Regions from separate parts of the Aphis gossypii genome. Here region 1 is linked to region 2. Evidence: chromatin contacts called from public Hi-C data. All regions are on one chromosome and are shown on one strand. The core of a region is the stretch at or near the end of the contact, and the rest is flanking DNA. Distances in the headings are between cores, read along the strand shown.

Region 1 (2,700 bases), core at 146-2,645, 290 kb before region 2:
ATACAATATAAATAACTATATAAGGTATAAGACCGTTTTTATAAAATAACAATTTTTAACATAATATACAATACCTATTTTATTTTTCATATAATATAATTTATAAAATAATATAATACTACCGATATAATGCCACTGAGGATTTTTTTGTGGGGATTTTTTTTCCAACTACCAAACAATACTTATGGATATTAAGTATACTTATCATCTATTCTATTAGTTCGTGATTCTGTGCATGCACTTCATAGATCAGCTGTGATATTAGTTAATAGGTCTATGGCATGGCTAAATATATTTAGCCATGGTCTATGGCATAGAGTAGTCTATGATCACGAATTAAGATAGGTATATCTAAGGTGGATATATATCCACCTTGGGTATATCTTAATTGGGAGGCAAAAAAAATGACCACGGAAAAAAACCCAAATTAAAAAACACACGCCGGAAAAAAAGCCCACGGAAATAAAGTGCTATCATTGTAATCTTATATTATGAAATATTTTATAAACTGTGATTGATTGTTAATTATACAATGGATTTACAATCATATAATATATTTTTAATAATAAATAATAATATTTTTAAAATAATTTTGTCATATAATTATTTAATAGAACATAGGAACAAAATATTAAAAATACAAAATATTCTCGTTTGTGGTAACATAATAATAACTAATAATTATAATACGAGAGATCACATAGTCATAATAATTAAATAATATAATAATTAAAAAAAATAATTTTTGATAAGTAGTCAATAAAAAAAAAGTTAAACTTATTTAAGCAAAATCAACATTTATTAAGGGTTAATTAATAATCATTGATTACATTTGCCTAATTTGAGACAATAATAAAATGGTGTCAAAACGATAACAATCAATAGTTAATACTATTAGTATTAGTAGTATTACTAATACTACTTTTATACAATAGTAAATTGTTGAATTATAAGGTTAATTATAATAATAACTTGTAGGCTATATCTATACATAAAAAAATTAAAATTAACTTGACTGAATAACAATGATAATTAACAACAAAAAAGCTAAGTTAAAACAATATAAAATTTAATTGAATTTCTAAAAAGTATGTATGTAGGTACCTATGTATAATTTAATTAAGTATTATATTTTACTACTGTGAATATTATTTAAAATATGTATCTATAAATAAATGGAAATATATTATGTATAATATATTTTTTTGGGCTTTTTTTCCGGCGTGTGTTTTTTAGTTTGGGTTTTTTTTCCGTAGGTTTTTTTTTTGGGTTTTTTTTCCGTGGGTTTTTTTTCCGCGATTCATCTTAATTCGTGTCTTTGATGTACTTCGCTGTTCTTATTCCATGATTAACGTTATCATAATGATGATAATAATTTGGCTTTGGCAAAAACGGAAAAGAAATGGTTGTAGGTATGGACATATTTTTAAGATTATCTATGGACTACGGGTTATAACCGTTCGCGCGGCTACCGGTTTCGCTATTTTGTACTTTACTTTAAATGTAGTAAATATGTCGATTTTTTAACATGTGAGTAAATACAGATTGTTTTTTTTTTGTAAATTGTATTCCATGTGTGACGCGAGAATTTAAGTTTACTTAAAATAAAATAAGTGGCACACGCTGTACACGTCTACACGACTTTCTAATTGCTATCACATCGTACCCACTCTTGATTTAAAAACTGATATTGGTTTTTAATATTTATTATTTTGCTAATTTGGTATACAGTTCTTTGATCTGAAGCGATGGCCGATAAGGTCTCTAATTGATGTCTTTTATTGTTGTAGGTATGTAAAGCTACTCACTATTCCGACTTGTTGCATTCATTGTTAAATGTTATTATTCAATTGCCAATCGCCCAATTATTACAATTTGAAATTGTATTGAGTTAGAAGCACTTGTGCAATTGGGCATTGGGATTCAAATGTACACGAGCTTTTTGTAGAACCATTTATTCGAAAGCCTCGACGAAAGCATTGCAATTCATTTGGTCTGACTTGCCAGTAATTTTATTTTATGTCATCTAATAAAATGATAATTACTCAAAAGGAAAAGTACTTATTTTCGTTTTTAATTTGAATCAAAATCTACTTATCAGTTATTGTCGGACAAAACGTTGTGTTCCACTGTTAAAATGTCAGAAATTGAAATCTCATCCGGACCGGAAGATAGTGAACCAGATGTATGTATAATACTTTGATAAAGTCTTATCTTAAACAAAATAGTTAAATTCACTGTTACTTATCGATAGAAACACTTATTACTATAATCATAGACCTTTTAAAAAGGTAAAAGGTAAAAGGTCTATGACTATAATACAAAAAATATTTAACTGACATCTAACATATTTTAATAATATTAAAACTAGATATTAGATATCAGCTTGGTGCTTTATGGGATTTATAAATTGTAAGAGAACGCCAAATTCACATATCTTGTCTTAGTCTTATAAACTTATAACTCAACAATTCTGCATAGCTAATAAGTAAAACAAATGTTGTTTTTAGTTTTAATATTAGAGTTAATTGAGCTGTTATTAAATTTAAAGATAAGAATATTATCTTAGCCAACATTACATAAGATTTATTAATATTTAAATTTTAAACAAGTTATAAGCATTTTAAAATTATAAATTATATTACTATATTTCATATATTTATAACTTAAATTAACTATAAAAGCCTATATGGTGCATTT
Region 2 (2,782 bases), core at 283-2,782:
CGGGCGCGCACCGGACTTAGGCGCGAAAATTGATCAGAGAACACTGGAACGGCGCGACGGCGACGTTTACCGCGAACAAAACACGCGCGTACGGAACGCTTACACCCATGCGTGTCCGTTATACGAAATAATTAATAATACAACGTTATAACATAATATCCATACATCATAATATAATATAATAATATTATAGTATAGTATTTTTATATTTTATAAAATTATTATTATTATTTGTTTTGTAATATTTTATTAATAACCGCCGCGACCAGTAACTGGACGGCGGCCGCGACATGTACGTGGTGCGCGCCGCTTGTGTGTGGCTCGCGTTGCCGCGCTTGTGAATGCGTGTGTGCGTGCGAGACTTGTGCGTGTGTGTGTGTGTACGCGCGCGCTTTTACGTGTACATAACGTACGTGTATGAGCGCGCGCGCGTGTGTGTGTGAGTGTGAATGTGTGCGTAAGCCGCCAATACACACGGTAAGCGTTATTTTACGGTTTTGGCGCTTACGCCGACATCAACATGGCGGGTTCCCCCGCGCCCGCTCCCCCCGACAAAAAGACGACGGCGGTTCCCCGGGGGGGTACCGGACACGGAATTTTTTATTTTTTCTTTCGACGAACGTGAAAAAACGCGCGACGTATACCTACCTACCTACCTACCTATACGGCTCTATCCGAGTACCTAGCTCGATTTTGCGAAAAGCTCGCCAGTCTCTAAGCGCGCGCGCGCGTTTTAAACGGGCGCCTAGCACCTGACGGATAAACGTACCTGTCGACTGTGGCTGAAACATACATAAACGGTACGCTGGAGCTAATAACGTGAACAACGGCGGCGACAGGACGTGATGGTGGCGTATCGCGCGACGAACGACTTCCCGGCGGCGTCGAGGTGGTAACCCGACGGCTCGACCACCATTATTATCGTTGAACGTGTATTTATGTCGCTGACGTCGTCGTCGTCGTCGTTGTCGTCGCCGTTACTATTACTATTATTGTTATTGTTATTGTTATTATTATTACTGCGGTCTGCGACGGCTACGGCTGCGGCTGCGGTGGCGGCGGCGGCGGTAACACGGCGCGCACTCGTCGGTCGCACGTCGACGTATTTCCCGTGTGGTTGATGGCACGCGCGCACGGGCGAAAACACCTATTCCCGCTAATTCGGCACTACGCGGTCATTTCTCGAATGCCCACTACGGTCCCGGCGCATCGGCTGTAAATTAATTTCCGTACCAAAAACGGAGAAACTCGCATATACGACCATTAATGCCCGAAAACTACCGACTAGCGGGCGGGACGGGGTGGTGTATTAGGATGCAACGTCCCCATTGGCCGAGCCGGGTCACGTGACGCGCATCATTACGATTCCGATCGATTTTCCGAGAGCTAAATCTCTTCGATTCCACCGATCTTTCTTGGGCTTGGACGCTCAGCCGTCGCTTTCGACCGTTTGCGAACCAAGCCCACAGCGTTTTTCCGCTTACGGATAGTGTCCGCGTTTATGCGGCGACAACCGTTCGGCCGGAATGCTATAGCGTTTGCGGTGGAGAAAGGGCACCGACGCTCGTTTTTCGCCCCGTCCGTCAGCGAGACGACGGACAAACGTTCATGGAGCAAACGCGACACGTCAACAGTGGTCCCATTGTTTTGACTCACCAGTGCCGCCAACCGCGTGACCCTGATATTTAACGTATTTTTCCTATCATCGACATTTGTGATTCGTCGTCACAATCGTTAATCAGATACTACTACACGTCTCTTCTACGCATGACCAAAATTATATAAATAATAAATATCACGAGAAATTTCTGAATTTGATTCAAACATGTTAGTGATGTACTGATGTTACTATTGTTACGCTCATTGTAGCTCGTCTCTTACCATTTTAATTAATTGTTATTTTTTGTTAGTGAAGTAAATGTACATATCATAATCTGCACTATAAATGTTGCATTATTCTCATTATTGAATTATTCATATTTCACATTTTGAATTTTCAGCGGGATAAATATTTTTTAAGGGAACGTCATACCACTCATACCCGTATTTGTTATCTCCATCTAACACATGTAACAAATCTACCGGTTAATTTTTACCGGTAGTTTATTTTTTGTTTTAATTTTAAAATGAGTTATGTCACTAAAAAGAAGATTATAAAAAATAAGTAAATAATCTTCATTTATTTAAATTTCCCAATTATATACAACTTGTTTTAAATTAAAAGGTTGAAAAAATATCTTCCATATTATCTATACTTGAGGTAATAATATATTATAATCAATACCTCAATATTAGTACCATACCATATTATATAGTTGTTAAATACAATAAAAGTACTGTGGCGGCGTTAGGCGTGGGTGGTGTGGGCCATTGCCCACGGCCTCGCACCTCAAAGAGCCTCGCGTCCTTTGTTACTTAAATAATATTTATTAAAAAAATTTTAAAAAGGGCCTCTTTAAGTCTACTTCGCCCACATATAAATTTTACCTCGCGACGTCACTATAAAAGTAAAAAATATAAACAGATATTAGACATGACTATTGGATTGTATGACTAAAATTTTATTTGAGTTATGTTTCTTCTCCAAACATCGAAAAAACAATTTCAATTAAATAATGTTGAATAATAATTTTATTTTAGCATTTATTGTTTTTCTGACCTTCACAGTCATGGAACCATTTCATGCACTCTAGAGTGTAGTTTTTTAACTAGTTGATTGTTTGACTTAATCGATCTTAATTATAGGTGCATGTTCTTTTATAATCCTCAAGTTATGGTCCGT

Evidence for each region. A called contact is a pair of places that touch in the nucleus more often than the background predicts.
Region 1: a contact with region 2 is called in a Hi-C map of whole body, with 2.9 times the contacts expected there. The contact joins the promoter of LOC114130275 here to the promoter of LOC114130274 in region 2. A contact is called at or near these places in 2 of 2 Hi-C or Micro-C datasets (both in whole body).

Annotation. Positions count from the first base shown.
Region 1 is chr3:13,765,437-13,768,136 of ASM2018417v2, reverse strand. It overlaps LOC114130275 (death domain-associated protein 6-like), which reads left to right and starts at 1,395. Exons shown (of 15, transcript XM_050203685.1): 1 at 1,395-1,530; 2 at 1,791-2,185. The coding sequence starts at 2,138.
Region 2 is chr3:13,479,158-13,481,939 of ASM2018417v2, reverse strand. It overlaps LOC114130274 (bromodomain-containing protein 3-like), which reads right to left and starts at 1,532. Exons shown (of 24, transcript XM_027995214.2): 1 at 770-1,532. The coding sequence starts at 795. It overlaps LOC114130281 (a long non-coding RNA gene), which reads right to left. Exons shown (of 2, transcript XR_003592906.2): 2 at 2,539-2,782.